Regions from separate parts of the Zea mays genome. Here region 1 is linked to region 2. The links are chromatin contacts, called in public Hi-C maps. All regions are on one chromosome and are shown on one strand. Each heading gives the region's core, a stretch centred on a gene start, on an enhancer-like site or on the middle of the called end of the contact. The rest is flanking DNA. Distances are from core to core; before and after follow the strand shown. Region 1 overlaps LOC103639043 (exocyst complex component SEC15A). Region 2 holds the start of LOC100193677 (Transcription initiation factor TFIID subunit 9).

Evidence for each region. Hi-C and Micro-C count contacts between places; a contact is called where the count stands out from the background.
Region 1: a contact with region 2 is called in a Hi-C map of bundle sheath, with 2.1 times the contacts expected there. The contact joins the enhancer-like site here to the promoter of LOC100193677 in region 2. A contact is called at or near these places in 4 of 25 Hi-C or Micro-C datasets (bundle sheath, ear and leaf).

The regions. Positions count from the first base shown.
Region 1 is chr9:128,545,806-128,550,175 of Zm-B73-REFERENCE-NAM-5.0, forward strand. LOC103639043 (exocyst complex component SEC15A) reads right to left here. Exons shown (of 3, transcript XM_020544384.3): 3 at 1,867-4,370. The coding sequence ends at 2,116. Among protein-coding and RNA genes, the nearest start is that of LOC103639043, 6.5 kb to the right of the region's middle. Within about 2 kb of position 1,771, at least 12 of the 20 cell types and tissues checked have an H3K27ac peak or open chromatin away from gene starts, as enhancers often do. A contact at or near this core is called in bundle sheath and leaf, where this site is marked.
Region 2 is chr9:128,467,177-128,471,822 of Zm-B73-REFERENCE-NAM-5.0, forward strand. LOC100193677 (Transcription initiation factor TFIID subunit 9) reads left to right here and starts at 2,435. Exons shown (of 2, transcript NM_001348774.1): 1 at 2,435-2,907. The coding sequence starts at 2,596. TRNAS-GCU (transfer RNA serine (anticodon GCU)) reads right to left here and starts at 2,442; the gene lies at 2,361-2,442.

The sequences.
Region 1 (4,370 bases), core at 521-3,020, 78 kb after region 2:
AAAGGTAACTGCTGGCCGATTGGTTCCTGCCATGGCATAAGCAAGCACAAATATCAGCAAGCCGGACAATTTTTTCGCTTTCTGGAATGCTTATTATTACAGCTCCTCCACTAGCACCTATTCAATTGTGAAGCAAACTGTGCGGATGGTGACGGTAAAATTTGACATGCGAGATGCACACAAGCGGTAACTATTGAGACGGCAGTATGTCTTTTATATTGCTCCGTCTTAACTCCAATTCCTTTTCTTATCGATCGCCCTCTCAAGTTTCTCATTGAGTTCGTGTTTATTAAGTAAAACAAAATACTGAACTCTTATATTTCAATTAAGACGGGAAAGGGAGTTTTCTTTAAGACAAAAAAAAAACATACGGTTTACATAGCAGCGAAGTGGGAAAAGGCCTAGAGACACGTCACGCACAGGCTGAAAGCTGAACACAACTGAATTAAAGCAACGAAGCAAACAAATTGATAATCGTTTTCGCAGCTTTCACTGTCTTGGTTCGCCTCTTCGTTTCATTATTCCCACTTGGAGCATTGGAGGTTGTTGACCTATTATTACTCTTTCTTCCGTACCAAACAAATTGTATTTTATCGTCTCCTGTTTGTATCAAGAGTAACAAACCTGTGTTGTCTACCTCAGGTCCAGACTCCAGACTATCTACTGAACCCAGTCTCCATATGCATGCTACCCAAATCCTCCAAGGGGATCGGAGAGGAAACTTAATTTGGAGCCGCAGTAAGAAATAACGCATGCAATCCAGTAGCAAAAATGCATGATTCGTCGAACTTGGACGCGATTATGGCACCGCGATTAAACAAAACGTACCACGTCGTGTATGAAAGCCACACAAACAGTTTTCATGTCTACATGTTGCGCTGGGCGAATGCAAGGTTGGCTGGCAGGCACACAAGCAACAGCCTAAACTATTCGAGATTCTCTTGCGGTGAGTGACGTAGCGGGGCCAGGAATATACCCTCGTCAAATCCCTTGTGCCTTTGTAAATAAAAATGGAATTTTGGTTTCGGGGCAGCAATACTATAGCTTTTATGCGTAATTGACGATGTGGACATGTGCCCTTTTTTGTTTGTAGGGCGTATTCTGCAGGTACCAGAACGAGGAAAGAGATCCCATTTTCTTTCATCTCTTTCTTTCTTTTTTTTGTCTTTTGAAACGGGCAAAAATAAGATAGTACTACCCTTCCCTCGTCGATTGAATCTGGATTAAAAAAACAAAAACCCTGCAAGTCGCACCGTTTTGTCATTTGTGGTGAAGTGTAGTACAGCCTCCCCTGCTGCAAGTACAGAAGCTGGATCACAAGAAGCTTGTACTTGATGAGAAACCAGAGAACCAGAAGCACGTCCAATGGAAGGGGGAAAAAAGTCTCCAAGGCAGACACCGCTCACAGATGGATCGGAGTTTAATATTTCCCCAGCTTCACATCATATCATATGTGTTTCTTGTTGGAATTGTGGCAGGTAGGTAGCTGTCCTCAGAAAGCACTGCAGTTCTTCTCTCCCTTCTTGCAGAGAGCAGCGATGCCGGTTGCTTTCTCGACCAGAGACATCGTGTTGGCATCACAGCAGGGATAGGGTTAGCTGCCCTGCCCCATGAAACCGACAGAAAACCATAAGCAACGAGGTGCTGATGGCAGAGCTAGCGAGAGAGAGAGAGAAAGCGATCAATGATTCGCTAATGGCCTAATGACCAAGGACGGAGTAGTGATGTTGCCTATACCTCGAGTCAGCAGTCAGCACTGATGCGCCATCGTAAGCAGCATAGCGTCGAGAGACGTCGCTGTCGGATATGCTGCCGTCTTCCCTCCCCTCTCACGCCCAGGTCACTGTCTTAAGCAAATTGGAGGGCTAGCTCTGAATAGCTTATTAGCCAAGTCTGCATAAACAATCAAGCCACCCGGCCAGTGGAACGGAAGCACGAAGCAGCGGCAGCCTGAATAGCTTATTGGCATCTTCTCTCTCTAGCTTCATGTGGTCTCACTCTCACAGACAAATCGACACTTCACCTACAAAGACAAATCGACCTACCTAGAAAAGTAGTCGAGGAAGTTGAAATCTAAAAGATAGATACTATATGCTAGTGCCAGCAATTTATTCCTTAGCTAAAATCCTTAAGCCTTCTCTTCAAGACGTCCATAGATTTCTTACGGGCACTCTGCTGGGGGGTGTTCCGGTTTGAAAGGCTTCCGAACAGACTGTCTGCAGAGTCCTTGTACTTCTCACAAATGATGGCCAGCTTCTTGTAGTCCAGAGACCCGTAGTTCCTCTGCCTGATCACCGGGTTCATGAAGTTCTCAGGCTGGCTGCTGAGCAGGAGATTCGTGAGCTGCCTGATCTCAACCAAACAGTCCCTGAAAGTCGTCTCCTTGCCCAGATCTGACAGCCCCGTGCTGTCGAACTTGTCGTCCGCGAATGCTTCCAGCGTCTTCAGGTCAATATCGATCCCTAAGACCGCGTTGACGGTGAACCTCTTCACGCCGTCGTTCAGGAGCGTGGTCATTATGGAGTCCGAGATGTGGCTCATGGCACCAGAAACCACCTTGTACAGAGCTTCCAGAGGCAGGATCTCCTGCGCCGTCGACACCAGCGTTTCGAGGTAGATCAGGACCTCGTTCATGTAGTCGTTCGCGTTGTCGGGGGCTTCCTCCGCTATCCAGTTCACCTCTTCCAGGAGCACCATGAACTCGTCGACCTTGAAATTGGTCAGGTTTATCAGCGCGTTGTACACCGCGTTCTGCGAGGCCTTGAGGACCGCTCGAGCAGTCAGGCCGGAATGGGACCTCTCGGCGACACGCTTCGGGATGCCGCACAGCTGGGCGGAGTGCAGCAGGTACATGCCGCATGCTTGCTCAAGGACCGATATGTTTCCAGCGAGCTGCATCATCTGCGACATGCCCAGGGAACGAGCGTATATCATGTTCAGAAGGCTGTCGTTCAGCACCTCGATCAGCAGCCGGTCTAGGTATGCTTTCACCACATCGTAGATGTTCATGAGACCGCCGTATGACAAGTAGCTGACGGAATCCTCGATGAAGGACCGGACGATGCGGCAGACATCTGGAACGGAAGAGGAGAAGGATGTCACGTATGGGAAATCAGGGATCGCATCATCGTGTTCCAGATGAAACGCTGTCACATTCATGCTGTACTCGTATTCCTTCTTTATAACCATCTGCTCGTACGAGTCATTAGTAAGGACGTCGTCTATCTGCTTCCGGCAATCAAGAAGCAGCAGCTGGTGGTATTTGTCCCTACTCTTCTCCAGAACTTCAATCAGCTGTGTGATTCGATAGCCGTACTTGTTCACAGCTGCGCCTAGAAGAGTGACATAGTCTTTTATGAGAAGCAAGTGGCTGGCTGTACGCATGCGAGAGAACTGTTCCTCCAGTATAGACGTTATCTTGCCAATAGCTGTCTCCCATGTTGTTTCCACCTGACTCTCCAACAGCAATCCATCTGCGGTTCGAAGAACACGTTCTTCGACTATAAAGAACCCAGCTACCTGGGCAAGGAAGGGTTGATGGGACTCCAAGAAGGGCTGCGAAGTGGAGATCTGCATGTCCAAGTTGAGTTGCATGAGCCTGTTCTTGTAGTAATAGTCTCTGAACTTGTCCTCCATCCCAAGACATGTGTGCATGTGGTGCGCCCGATAAACCGGTGTGAGATCAAAATGTAGCGCCGATTCCTCTTCCGTGTTCTCCAGGTCCAAGGCATACAGATGCTCATCTGGTCCAGCATGGCTATGCCCTTCGGCTTCCCTCTGCCGGGCACGCATCTCCTCGCCCTTTTGGCGAGCCGACGACGCCTGGCTTATGGAGGCCTGCCCAATCTGCTTGGCCATTCTTCTTATATGGACGAGCCAATCGTTGAACTCGCTACAGACTTTCTTCTCTATGTGCAGCTTTATCAGTGGGATCTGCCTCGCCACCACCTTCTTAACAAGCTTCAAAGGAATGTTTCGCAGGTAGCCTTTCTGGATCAGGTCCAGTGTCTTAAGTGCAGGATGGAACTTAGCTTCGGCAATGAAATTGTTGCATGTCATGCACAAGCTGAACACCTCCACACATATCTTCAGCGTTGTTATGGCCTCCCCAACGTTTTTCTTCACAGAGTATAGCTCAAGAAGTTCGTCGAGCTTCAGGAGTTGGTCAGCAGAAGCCTCCTGCAGGTGTGAATTCTCGCCATATAGCATGCCCTTCAACTCATCGGCGTCGACTAACACACCACGTAGTTCATCCACAGCAAGGATGAAATCCTCGTAGTGAAGCCTGCATAGCTCTTCGATCTCAACTTCCTTCTTCTTCACAATGCTTCTAAGGTTCTGCATCAGCGCTTCAGGTTTCCCAGACTCAA
Region 2 (4,646 bases), core at 1,185-3,684:
ACATAGACGAGGAGGCTAACCCTAAAGAGCTCCATAACAGAAGACACTCGACGGAAAGCAACCACGCACGCTCAGCGAGATCTGAAGACGTGGAGGGCGGAGCCAGGGCTTAGCGTAGGACTCTAGTCCTGTAGTCTTTAAGTCCACCCACGCATAAGAGACTTATGAGCCCTTCCTCCCTCTCTCGCCTGCTTGTAACCCCTGATACGAGCATCGAGAGACAAATGTGTCGGTAGCGTGAGCCGCCGAAGACTGGATGTATGGACGTTCTGTCCAAACCAGTATAAACCTTGCACCCACCGACCACACCGTCTAGAGCCCAGAACACCCACATAGAAATTTACTTGTTGGAGCGAAGGTTTGAAACACCAATAGTTGGCGTGCCATGTAGGGGGCTTGCACGTTCTTAACAAACTTTCTAGGCTCCAGATGGCCGATCGCAATGCCGATCAGATCCCTAAAGTGACGATCTACTTAGGGAAACTCAATTTCGCCCTCAACACCGAAGGGGAAAGGGTCATGGCCCCAGAAGCTTGACCCCTTCCTCCCAAGAGTCTCAACGCTACAGCGAGAGCTTGTTGTGGCCCCCATGTCATCCTCACTCTCGGGGCAATCGCCCGCTACGGGAGTCTAAACTTCGTCATCGACAACGACGGTGAGATGGTCCAGGTGCCACCCATATGACCTTCTCCACCCGAAAACCCAAACGTCGTTGCCGACGCACTCGCGCGGCCTTACCCTCACCCCGCAGGGCAAGGTGTGGAGCAGGGATCATCCTTGCCTTCCGAGGCCAACAAGATAAGGCGACAAATTGCAATCCATATGGGCCCCGACCCTTCATATGATGATTTGTGGGCCTCTTCTCGTCCTACACGAAACTTTTCGGGCGGTACAACGAGGAAAGTTTGCCTTGCCACGATGGGGTGAGGGCTCTAGGGTGAAGCCATACAGGACCCTACCTTCCAGAGAGGCCAGAAGCTTCTCTTCTTTCTTCACCGGACCGCTCATTTCCTCCTCCAAGGCCACGACGCGGGCCTCAGGAACTTCCTTTCCTTGCTCCAGGACGTGAAGGCGGGAAACCACCTTCGTACATTCAAGGCGCACAAGGGCCACCGACTCCGCGTCCCTTGTCGTCGCCTCGGCCAGGCCATTGTTAGACCTTCTGGATTGACGCAGCACGAGCACGGGCTTCGGTGGCCTCGCTCCTTGCTGCTTGCAGGTTGCCGACTGAGCGCCCCACGTCTTCTCTTGCTTGCGGAAAAATGAGATTTATCCACTGTAAATGGAAAGGTAGAGAGGTGAATCGTTAGAAGATGGAATGTTTCTCGCGCCGACCACCTATGAGCGGCTTGTCGCCACCGCCAGCTTCTGGCGCATGACGAAGAGCTAACAAAGGTCGTCCTGCAATGACTTCTCGGTTCTGTCGCTCGCTTCGTTTAGCTCCTCGCGAAGGGACTAGAGGTCGACACCCTCGACGGGATTATCCAAAATAAACTAGGCACCTAATTAGCCGTCCGGAGCTCCCCACTATAGGGGACGTACGTTGGTTTTCCTAGCACCATGACCGTCGCGGGGGCAGGACCCCCACTCCCTCCATCATGTGGCGCGAGGGTTTAGGAGATATATCTTGACAACACTGGAGTTTTCTTCTCTTTTACTTTAATTTTCTTCATTCATATCTTTTTCTTCCCCATCTCTACCCCACCTTTAGGCCTAGTTTGGATACTTTGGGATTAGAGTGTTTTGAAGGGATTGGAGAGGGTATAAATCTCCAATAGATCAAATACTCTCTCAATACATCTCAATACATTATAATCTCACTCATTACTAGAGTACCCAAATTAGACCTTATTTGCATAACACTTTTTCTTTTTCTTTCTTTAATATGGCGCTAGCTGATGGTTGAGTTAGCTTTCATGTTGTCGGAAAATCTGCTGACGCGAAGTTCAAAACTCATCCTCTATTTTTTTTTACCAAAAGACAATAACTCCCTCCTTTATAAATCATATACACATCATTTGGCTTTGGCTGAAGTAAAACTTATCTAACTTTGACTAAGCATATATAGTAGAAAAATACACAGACATTTCGCTAGATCCACCACAAAATATGCATTGATAATGATTTTGTTCAATATTATACATTTATTCGTTTTTCCCTAAAAATGTTCAAAATTGCATAGATTTGGCATAGACCAAGCTCACATGAACAAGTGACCTATAATTTGGAAGATGGGAAGCAGTAAAAAAAAACACAACCATATCTAACGTTATTCGTTCATTGAGCTTGTTCTACTATACTATGCACCCGTCCTCCATTTTTATTGCTTTTCCAAAAAAATAGAAATACAAAAAAAAATGCGACGCCTGAGAGATTCGAACTCTCGCGGGGAAACCCCATGTACTTAGCAGGCACACGCCTTAACCACTCGGCCAAAGCGTCGCTTCGTGCTAGTATGCGAAAACTTGTGTTATTTAACTTTAATTGGAAAACCATCTCTTTGTCCAACGCCGACTCCCTGAGCCACTGACACGGTGACGCCACACTCACGAACGGCGAAACCCCACCAGGCCACCACGCACAACCGCTCCAACCATGGACGCCGGCGCCGCGCGTCCATCGGCACCGTCGACCGCCGCAGTCGCGGGGGCCTCCGTCGCGGACGAGCCCCGGGACGCGCGGGTGGTGCGGGAGCTCCTGCGCTCCATGGGTCTCCGCGAGGGCGAGTACGAGCCCCGCGTCGTGCACCAGTTCCTGGACCTGGCCTACCGATACGTCGGAGACGTGCTCGGGGACGCCCAGGTCTACGCCGACCACGCCGGGAAGGCTCAGATCGACGCCGACGACGTTCGCCTCGCCATCCAGGCCAAGGTCAATTTCTCCTTCTCCCAGCCGCCGCCGCGCGAGGTACCAATCCTACCCTCTTTGCTCTTAAATTTCGTCAAATTCAGTCTAATCGTTGCTTTCTCCCTGGGATGTGTTATACGATCGAGTCCACGAACCCTAGTTATTGTGTTGCTTGTGTAGTCCAAACTTGGTTTTGAATTAGTTTTGGTTTTGCTGGATTAGTTGGCCGAGAACCTGGGATTTCGTTACCATTTTTTGTTAATAATACTAATAAGTGTTTTCCTCACATAGTCACATCTCTCTAGTCACGAAGTTCTGAATATTGAAGAAGATGAGGATATTAATGAAGATGTTAACCGTACAATCAAAGTATGATGGAGGAAACATGATGCCAAGCATCTGATGTTCTAGGTTATATGTGATAGGAGGATACCCTAGAAGCTAAAAATCAAATCTTATAGGACGGCGATTAGACCTGCCATGTTGTATGATGCAGAGTGTTCGCCTACGAAAAGACACCAGATAAGTGTTTATGTTGCATTGGTTCTGTGGTCATATAAAAAGGGACTGAGTTCGGAATGAATTGATCTAGGGTAATATCAATTGAATAAAAACTTGTCCAATAGTGATTGAGATGGTTTGGATATGTCCAACGGAGACCTTTAGAGGCACCAATGCATATTAAGATCCTAAGCACGATAGTAATGGGGAAGAGAGGTAGGGAAGATTGAAGTTAACATGGGAAAAGAAAGTAAAATGAGACTTGAAAGGATGGAATATATGCAAAGATTTAGCCTTGAATAGGAGCGAATGAAAAACAGTTATCCACATACATGAAGCTTGGTTTGTGGCTTCTGTTGGGTTTTAACTATAACCTACCCCAACTTGTTCAGGACTAAAAGGCTTTGTTGTTGTTGTTGTTGTCTCTAGTCAAGAAGTAGTATATATTCTATTTAGTTTTTGGGTGATATGTATTTTAAATTTATTAATTAGTCCCCGCTCAATCCCATTGATAGAGATGTGGAAATGTCGACTTACAGCATAGGTTCAGATAGTATGTTCAGAAGGAGGACAAATACTAAATGTCATATTGATAGGAGACAATAACATCATAATCCAAAACATATAAGGCTATCCGCAACCGTTACCCCTAAATTTTTCCCCATATATCACTTTTCCCCCCTATTTTTCTCCTTATTTTTTCATCTCCCGCAGCGGTTCCCCCTAAATACTCCCCTATACCCCACTACAACTATAAAATATCATTTTCTATATCAACTATCAATTTTTTATCTACTAACAATTACTCGTGGACCCACAACACAGTGTTTAGGGTGATGAACAGTGACACGCTAGATCTGGGGGGAGAGAGAAGAGGGCCGACGCGTAGGGGGCGTTGTAGGGGGCACCGTTGCGGCCGTGGGGTGCCCCCTACAGCCGGCATGCAAGTGGAGGGGGATGGCTAGCGATTACCGCTGCGCACAGCCTAATAACTGGCACTGTTTAAAAGGCATCGCCTAGGCGTCCAGGCGGTGGTCCAACGCCTTGTTTCGCCATACCGCTTTAAAAACCATGATAACCGGTAAGAGAATATTCAGAATTCTAAACGACCACTACTATAAAAATTTATGTGTTGTAATAAATTCTTTTATGAATGATATAATGAAGTTTCTAAAGCTGCTTCTTTATCTATTCTAAAATGGTGCTTGTCATCCCTGTGCTGCCTAGCAGAATGGTGACTTTTTATTCCTATGCCTATAACAATTTTAATTATTAAAAGAACTTTGCCCATAATGTCT